2 separate regions of the Gossypium hirsutum genome follow, and region 2 is linked to region 1. The links are chromatin contacts, called in public Hi-C maps. All regions are on one chromosome and are shown on one strand. Each heading gives the region's core, a stretch centred on a gene start, on an enhancer-like site or on the middle of the called end of the contact. The rest is flanking DNA. Distances are from core to core; before and after follow the strand shown. Region 1 holds the start of LOC107945824 (putative RING-H2 finger protein ATL69). Region 2 has its middle 13 kb from the start of LOC121205029.

The links. Hi-C and Micro-C count contacts between places; a contact is called where the count stands out from the background.
Region 2: a contact with region 1 is called in a Hi-C map of leaf, with 2.4 times the contacts expected there. The contact joins the enhancer-like site here to the promoter of LOC107945824 in region 1. A contact is called at or near these places in 2 of 34 Hi-C or Micro-C datasets (leaf and seedling).

What each region holds. Positions count from the first base shown.
Region 1 is chrA08:77,322,165-77,327,090 of Gossypium_hirsutum_v2.1, forward strand. LOC107945824 (putative RING-H2 finger protein ATL69) reads right to left here and starts at 1,508. Exons shown (of 2, transcript XM_041074681.1): 1 at 677-1,508. The coding sequence starts at 788.
Region 2 is chrA08:77,487,651-77,492,882 of Gossypium_hirsutum_v2.1, forward strand. No RefSeq gene overlaps it. Among protein-coding and RNA genes, the nearest start is that of LOC121205029, 13 kb to the right of the region's middle. Within about 2 kb of position 3,206, at least 2 of the 9 cell types and tissues checked have an H3K27ac peak or open chromatin away from gene starts, as enhancers often do. A contact at or near this core is called in leaf, where this site is marked.

The DNA.
Region 1 (4,926 bases), core at 258-2,757:
ATTTACTTTAGTCCTAGAACTTGACGACTTTTCCTAATTTGATCTCTTAACTTGGCTTCTCTTAAAGTGTGATGACATGATACATTTTCATACTACCACATCATTACATGAAAAATTTTAAAAATTTATAATTCAAAATTTTTTGTATTTTTAGATTTTATATAATTTTTTTTTAAAAAAGTAGGTGATCACATCATCACACCTTAATGGAATTCAAGTTCAAGGGCTAAATTAAAAATTTATTTCCAAATTTTGAGACTAATTTGAACAAAAATAAGTTTAGAGATTAAGTTGAAAAAAAATTACCAAGTTTGAGAACTAAATAAAAAATGAATAGATATATAACATGGTAAAAAAGAAAAAAAAATAATTAGAAATTAAAACATTGGTATAAAATGACACAATAAATACTAATTTCTTAGTAAAAATCAAAAGCATTTCACAAAATCCATATCTAGAATTGAAAAATCTAATTTTTATTTTAGCAAATACTAAAAAAATACTTTAAAATTCTCCTTAGTCCTTACAAATAAATTCCTCATCCAAATAATGTTTAGCAAGGCTTGAATATATTTATGGTAGCTGAAGATATATACTTTTTTTTTTTCACTGCAACTATATTGCAATATTTTTAACTAAAATCTCCATAATTTTTCACCGCAAAATAGAAACATACCATTGGTAAAACCAACGGAGCATCCAACATCCAGGCCGGTCTCACTCTTGAACATGCAGTTCCCTGCTCCATTTTCGCACCTCAGGCAATTCGGTTCATTCCATGTCAACATAAGACCATTCCCAAGATTCGACCAACCCGTTCAGGAAAACGGAACCAAAACCGTCGCTATCTCTAAACACGACGTTGACAATGATGCCGACGAATCGAGTCGGGCCGCCGGTAGAGCCACGACATAAAAGTTTGTGCCGCTGAGACAAGATATATACTTTGCTTGATGAAGTTGTGTTGATGCAGCGGCGGAGGAATTGAAAAACGTGAAGCTTCGAGGATATAGCAAATCAAAAGGAGTACTGGATAGGTTAAGTCCATGAAGGAGACGTTTGGGGGTGCAATGATCAGGGTCGTTGAGCCATATATTTTGGAACAAATAGTCGATGTGTACGACATTGAATTCTCCGGAAAATGGAAGCGAAAGGACAGTTTGGGCTTGGTCCTTGCATGAGAGATTGAACCGGGGATAGCCACAACGATCGGGTTGGTTGCTGAGACGGAAAGGGAAACGAACCAATTGATTCCCACATGAAACACGGTAAATTTCAACGCTTGCTGATGGCTGAAGAGAGAAAAAAAAGACGATGAATAAGATGGTTTCAAATAGAGTCATTTGGTGCTCACCGGAAAACTAAGTAAAAAAAACCTTCAATTTTCCTTTTAAGCTTTCTCGAGTTAGTTGGCACCCTCGGTTAGGTAATTTGCGAGAGACTCAACTATTACACAATGGTTAAATTATGATACTAGTCTCTGTGCTTTACTAAAGTTGTATATTTAATCCACGTTATTTGATTTGGTCACTTTTAGTCTTTATATTTTTTAATTTTTAGAATTTCAATCCTCTCTAAGCGATAATTGTTAAATTTATTAAATTCTATTGTTTCTAAAATCTGATACGAAAAATATATTATCATTTGTATAATGACATGTGAGTTTGTTATTTCCACATATTACTGACTAAAACTGATCAAGTTAATGGATTAACAATTGTCATTTACGTCAAAACTAAAATTTTAAAATTTAAAAAATATGGGGACTTATAATGATCCAATAAAAAAATATGAACTAAATCTACATACAATACTAGTAACTAAATTTAACCAAAAAAATTATCAATATAAAGATTAAAAGTGATCAAATTAAAGCATAAAAATTAAATCAATAACGTTGATAATAACAAGATTTAACTTTAAAAATACAAGAAAAAGAAAAGTTAGAAGAATTTTATTGTAAACCAGATAATCCAAAGAAAATGAGTTCAAAGATGTCATTTTATGCTTACTCGGAAGGCGACTACATATATATTTAAAAAAAATGATGATAATTTAGTGTGGTCTGATACATTAAAAATGAAAATGTTAATTTTCAGTATATATATTATTGAGGCATCTGTGACGTTAAATAGAAAGAAACAAAGGAGGAGGTTGACATCTTGGATTATTTTAGAGAATCTTGTGATACATGGATATATTAATTTTCAGTATATATATTCTTGTTTGTTTATATTTTTAAATAATATAAATTGTGATGATAAATATATAAATGTAATACTTATAGTTATTATTAAAATTTATGTTTATTTAGTGATAAATAGAAATTGACATTTGTTATTTCAAAATTCTTGTTTACAACTTCAAATATACATCATATTTACATAAATTTCTTACAATTTTGTATAATAAATGAAATTTGAGTTCAGTTTTTTTTTATCAAAAGATTTTCAAGATTCCAATTCATACTCTCTTTTTTTAATTAAAAAAATAAAGTAGTAATTTTATTCAAAACAACACTAAAACAAACATAGTTTGTATAATCACAAAGCAAAGGCGAGACAACAAAATGCAAACAAGCAAAAACACGAAAAATTAGGAAAGAAAAAAAACTAAAGAGGAAGCAGAATAAAAGAAGCACCCTGCTTTGCCTAACAAATCAACATCTCGATTATTAAACTCCATCTATTTTATATTGATTAAGATAAGATATTTCAATCCTACTAGAATATGGCTTTACAAGCCTATAAATAGACATAGTCTATTCCTCTTGTATTGAATTCAATTTTTCGACATAGTGAATTTTTTTTTCCTCTGCCCGTGGTTTTTTCCCGAAAGGGTTTCCACGTAAAATTTGTGTGTTCTTTATTTTTTTATTTTTTCACAATATAACAAACCACTAAATATCACTAAGCCCAGTGGATTTAATGCCATTGATCATGAATCTCAATCTTCCAGGGGCTAAAGGTGGATTACGAATCCACTCCACCGCGCAAGCACTTTCTCTCTCCATGATAAGGGTAAAATTACTCCTCCAAGTTAGAAGACTGAAACAACCTCTTTAATCGCAAGCAGCGTTGCTAGAAAAGCATTAGCAAGTTCGATTGATTTAGAGAAAGAAAATAAAAACATTACCAGTCATGTCGCAAAAAATACCACCAGTACTTGCTGGTCCTGGATTGCCTGAACTGGAACCGTCCATATTAAACTTAATGGGAGGGGAAATCCAATTCAAAAAAGCTTTCATCGATCTTTGTGACCTACTAAAACCAATTCAAATAGACACTTTAAATATGGAAATGTAGAGGGTTCTTTTGATGGAGAGAGAAATCGTCACAAACAATTGAATGAGATATACTGAAAAAAGATGGAGAGGAAGACTGGAGCTGATTTAGTAACATTGAGTGCAATGGAAGGTGTGTTAGATCTAGTGCTCTAAGTGTAGTATTTTTGTCTATATAAGCTTGTAATTTTTTCAAACAAATTATTTAATAATTCATGAATTACATTAATACTTTGACCTCAAATGGTTTTTGCACGCAAAGCAAAATAGAAGTAAATGTTGCTCATTGGTTGTCTAATGTTTAACTAATACTAATAGATATTGCGTGGTCGGATCGTAATACAAAAAGGCAACTTGTATTAGTAGACGAATCTAAACATGTCCTTAGTCTAACCGAAAATGAGCAAACCGATTAAAAGATTAATATGACATCTATCAAGTCCAATTAAGGAGATGTCTTATCTTGGGTATCAGAACGGGTGACTCCTAGAAGATAGAAACGTAAATATAACTGATTGGACTAATAGTACATTGGACATGACCCAAGCAGAATAGATCCTGAATCCGTTTATGAATTTATTCACTTGTGACTTTCATAGTGTGACATACCTAAATCCTGAGTGGATGGCGGACTATGTACGCGTGACTCGTACACTTTGATGTAAGTAAAAGTCTGAGTTTAAATAGATAAGGAACTGAAAGCTAGTGCGTTGGGTGTATGACTTTTGTAGTATGTAGTGCCATTCACAATAGTAAAATTTCATAGCCCAAAACATGGGTAAATGATATTCTCTCATGGGCACTACATGGTTGATGAAAAGTAAATGTAGCCACAGGTCGTCCGTTTTTGTGATGAATGGCTTGACCACTATTTGATAGTGATTGACTTTTCATGAAAGAAGATGTAATGGCTATCATGAGATAAAATAGGATCATATTGGAAGAACGGATATTATCCCAAAGAGATCACAGATATCCTATGAAGGTAACACACTTATGTCAAGGTCATTGGACAAGCACTGAGCAGTTGCTTTCGTAATGGTATGTCGTTGAGGAAAGCTCAATCACGATACTATAGTGGAATGACTTCATGACTAAATGAGCTTATAATTAATAGGTGAAAAGCTAAAACTTAATTATAAATCATTTGAGTCTCAACCACATATGTCCAATAGGTTCCTCCTGATGTGAGCACGCCCGGGGCATCCTCGAATGCAAATCATGAATCAATCGAGCTTCCAAAATGCCCCATGACTCGAGCTCGAACCAAGCAAATTCAAGATGCTTTATCAGTCTTGATGTTGCGCATTTGGGATGATAACAAGGTCAATGACGTTGGAGGAGCTAAGGACAATGCCTTGAAGACTCCATGCACCATTTTGCAATCCAATCTCAGCTCCTCTCCAGCTCCCCATGCGCCATTCAGCTCCAATCAGCTCACTTGAGCTCGATTTAGCTCGTTTGAGTTCGAACCTAGCTCGTTTCAGCTCATTCCTTCTTCATTTCAATAAACTAAGTTTTAATTTAGTTTTAAATTAAATTTCCTACAGCTCATGCCGATTTCCCTAGCTTAAATTAGTTCATTAAATGTTTTCATTCAGTTTGAGCTAGTTGAATTAATAAGCTAATTAATTTTAATTTAA
Region 2 (5,232 bases), core at 1,956-4,455, 170 kb after region 1:
ACCTAGAAATTCCCTAAAGTTTTCTAAAGTTCTTGGTTTAGTCCCAGATTGCTTTTAATGCATGTTTTGAACCTCGTAGGTCCATAATTGGGACAACACGATTCTGTTTGATCGATTTTAAATTGAAATGAAATTTTTATAGCCCGTATTTTCTAGAAATGCCATGTTTGTGTATGGTAATGCCCCGTGCCTTGTCCTGGTCTCGGGTACGGGAATGGGGTGTTACAGTGACACATGGTTTGCCCCATGGACTTGTGATCCGACCGTGTGTCCCCTGCACCTTAGGTTTGAGAAACAGAATGCCCAGTAGAAAGTACACAAGCATGAGACATGGTCGTGTGTCTCGGCCGTATGAGAGACACGACCATAGGACATGGGCATGTGCCCAGGCCGTGTGAAGTCTGCACCCTAATTGCGAAAATTAAATTCGCCACACGGCCTAGCACAAGGGCGTGTGCCTTGGCTGCGTGACCTCATTTAGCACATGACGTCATAAATAGAGAGTTACACGGGTTGAGGACACAGGCGTGTGAGACAACACGGCCTACCCACAAGGGCGTGTGACCCTCCAAAGCATGAAAATTTTCTAAGTGTTGTAAAAATTTTGAAAGTTCTCAGTTTAGCCCCGAACCACTCCTAATGTATGTTTTAGGCCCCGTAGGCTCGTAGTAGGGACGATATGAATGTATATGAAAAATTTTAATTTGGATGGAGATTTATGTTTCGGTTCTGCATGATTGCTTGTGTATAACTCCGGTAATGCCTCGTACTTTATTCCGGCATCGAATACGGGTAAGGCGTGTTACACAAGCCATCAAGAGGGAAAGGAAATATGAGAGCTAACGACGAAAGATGCGAGCTTTCAATTTATATTTCTATGACTCAGGATCAATTTAATTATTACATATTCATGATATTTGGCATAATATGGTATTGAGGTGAGTTGACCATGATCGATTGAATTGTTATGTTTGAGATTGATTATCGAGATAAAGGACTAAATTGAATATAATAAAAAATAGCATGACTTAATTGATATATGATATTGGTATGAAATTGAGCTGAAACTTGTTATATCATATGATGAATTGATGATAAATTAAGTATGTTAAAGTATGAATTGAACTATGTGATTAAATTGAAATTTTGATTAGCCTATTAATTGTTTGGACAGAGTCATATATAGTTAGCATGCCATAGGATAGATTGAGTATGGGTTACTTTGACTATATGTCGATAAGTGCTATACGTATTTTTCTTCAAACGTTTCAATGAGGCACTATGTGCCAAACTTGGCGTGTTGGTTGGAATCCACATATCCATTTGAGTCCGAGTCAGGTTAATAAGGGTATAAAATGTAAAATTGTATAAATGGTATATGAATTCGATTGATAATGTGATATGGTGACACAACAATAAATTACGATATATAAATATCAATAGCACGAAAAAGATCATGCAAACCGGATATACGAGCCCGAAGGGCCGATTTGAAAACATGGTGAATCAATTGATTTGATTTGCAAATAACATGTTAATAATATCAAATGTTGTGAATCAAATAGAAGTTGTAAGCATCAATGTTACTAGTATTTTAACATGATATAATATTTAGATTAGTAGATTGAATTGATGTATGGATTGATTCATATGATATATTTGGTAATCTTAGTTGTATATGTTAATTAACATGTTGATTGTGAATTGGCATGAATGGTATATTGGTTAGATAGAAATAGGATTCAAATTGAATGTATGCAACGGACTTGAATAATGGAAATGCCATTGAGGTTTATTGCTCAATGTACGGTTTGTTTCACTGAGCATAAGTATAGGTACAACTAGAGGTTTTCAGAAGTGATTCCAGCACCCAGCCAGAGATCCTCGACTCAACCATATTTATATAGTCTCTCTTTGGTGCATTATATGGCATGTACCTAGGTCGGGTCAATTTTGCATATTGTTTGAACTTGTTAACTTTAGAAGTTAGAATTGGTAATTTGGTATATTTGAAATGCATGAGGTGTTGCAAATTTGTGACCATATGTATATGCAAGTATGCCAAAGGGTTAAAAGGTTATCAACATGGTAATTACTTGTAAGTTTGAATGAAGTGGTGAAATGGAAGTAACATTTATGCATAAATTGTGTTAAATGCTATTAAATGCTTAGGAAAGAGTATTAAATTATGGTACTTTGCTTGGTTGAATGAATGTAAGGAGTAACTTGTATAAATGAGTGGATGGAATAGGTACCAATTTGGACCATTTAGAAATAAATGGTCATGTCACGACGTCAGACCCTTGTTGTCGCAACAAGACCTAGTCAATGACTTGTGCAGCAACGAGGAACCCCCGAAGTTGTGATGTCAACTTGACATTTTGAATTCTTTACAATTTGGTCCTATTTTGACCTTAGGTTAGCAAAAAAGCTTTCGTAAGCCCGTATAAGACTTGAAAATGATTATGTATTGTATTATACACATGTTTTACTTGTATTTGAATATAATTAATCAAGGTGTTACATAAAACACCTTAAAACTTGGGTGACCATTCAAGTAGTTTACCCCAAAAAAGTTTTTCCTGGCTATATATATCCGAGTTCAAATTTTTTAACTAAAAAGGGATCATCTAGTCATCAACAATTTTTCTTTGGGTTAGTGCATTAATTGTGGCCAAAACTTGGTAATTGTTTTCATATTATGGATTGAATTTTTTTTTGTCTAAGTTAATCCTTGATATTTCATTGAAAACCTTAAAGTTCAGGGACTAAAATAAAAAAAATTCAATGATAAATTTGGATAAAAAAATTAAACTCTAATATGGAAACAATTATCAAATTCAAAGATTAACTTAAATAAAAAAATTAAAAACCTAATATAAGAATAATTATCAAATTTAAATATGATTTAACCATTTCATATATATATCCAAGTTTAAAATTTTAAAGTAAATGGGAGGATGAATGTCATAGGAATAAGCCTGACAAACTTTATACGCAATGATTTAGACTAAATATGTTTTTTTGCATCTTAGGCTAAATATGTTAAATACATGAAAAATAAAATAAATTAAGAGATAAGTTGAGGCTGACTTGGTCTTACTAATTGATAATCTAGAAAACGCGTGATCTCTTTAGTCTAAGTCAATGTCGTTTGGTTTGCATCCTAAACATAGTATCAATTAACCTTCCAAAGTGCAAATCAATCTATTCCATTCGCTTTACCCTTTTTCCTTTCGGAGGGTTAAAAGGGCCTACTTGGCCTTCCCTTGTGTCTTGAAATTTATTTCTGAAAGTTGACTCAACACCCAACCAGATCACCATCATTTCCTTGCTTTTTATTTCATCAGTTAAAGCATTTATAGAGGTAAATCCTAAATCACTTTTTAATTCTTATGGTAATTTGATAGAGTGGAATGAAAAGAAAAAAAATTGTAAAATTGAATGAGTTGAAAAAAGAGAGGAAAATCAAACATTTTTTCTTTTTATTAGTGTGTTTAATAAGAAAAAATGAAAAAAAATTGTAATTTTGAAATAATTTACAATTCTCTCTTCTAAATTAAAATGATAATTTATGTTATTTTCAGTCAAACATATTTAAAATTTATTTCTCTTCTATCTTCAAAATTCCCACTCAATCATGCAAAGGTTCTTAAATTGCAAGTTGGAAATTACTTTCTAACAGCAGTTTTGGAGTTGTCATTATCCATCCTCTCACTATTCAAGACTTAAAATCTAGGTTTACTATCATCCGAAACTTTCCTGTCATTTTATATCTTTCCAGCTTTTGTACTTTTTAGTTACTCTATTTTTATTTTTTAAATCTAATTATTAATAATACGAAAGTTAATAAATCTTAATTGATAAAAAAAGGTGATAATTCCTGTTTGTTGTTAAATTAAATTAAAGTAAACAATGTTCTCGTATCCTATTTTATTCTTCTGCAGTTATGCATATCCTCCGTACTATCTTCATTAAAATGAATGCTAGTTTCAAATCAAAATAAAATGAAAATGTACAAAACGAATTTCAAAGTCCATAAAAAAAAAACTTGTATACCTAGGTTTCTCTGGAAAAACCCTAACACACATTCAGGATCATATTTCCTTTTATTTAATATCACATATTAAAAACAGAATTATCCATTTAGAGATGCCGAGACCATTTTTAAATCGAGTTTTGGAAAATGGGAATCGACTTTAAGAAAAACGAAAACGGGAGTTGCCACCAATTTTTTTAGGTGTGATTGGATCACCTTTAAAACATTTTGTTTTAAAATCATTAGTTTTGGTCTACGAAATAAAAAGAACGGGTTCGGGAGTCGGTTACGTACGGGGAAGGATTAGCACCCCCGTAACGCTCAAAAATTGGTACCTAATTAATTATCAAATGTCTTTAAGGTCGGAAATTAAAAATTTTAAGATGCAATCCTCTTTTAATATTTTTGATTTTTGAAAATTAGGGTTCACTTATATCAAATAAATCAAAATATTACATCCAATAAGTTAGGACAAAATATTTTTAAGATATTTGACACTAAGTTAGCCTTTTTGGAAATCCTTATCTCGAAACGACAAACCGCCACATCCAGTAAGTTAGGACACAACGCTTTGAAATTTCAAGACAGTTGCTCGTATTTTGAAAATTTTAAAAACTTAGAAGGGTACTTGACTATTCGAACTCAACGAGAAAAATTGCAACCCAATAAGTTAGGGCACTACTTTTCTCGAAGCTTCCAAATACCAAGCATTACCTTTTTTATTTTTAAAAACTTTAGAATCTTGTTTTTTAATTAATGTATGAGGAATCACATTATCATTATGGAATAGAATATTGCAATAATAAGTGAATAAAACATGCATTTAAACGATACAATGGCAATAATACAAAGATCATATACTAGATACATACATTACATGACATCATATATATAAAGATATACATAGCATATATTGAAGATGAATAAGCAAAACATACAAACATACATAGTAATAATGAAGAAATGATGCATGATACACAATAAAAAAAATAGTAATATAATACCAATGTACATGTTCATAAAATATAACATCAAATAATAATTATAAAACAACATTTAATACATAAATGATATATACAATATAAAAATATATAAAAGAATTAGTATATATAAAAATATAAAATAAAGTGAGTAATTGTTAATGAAATATACTTATAATACAAATAAAAATATGATATTTAATGATAATTTTA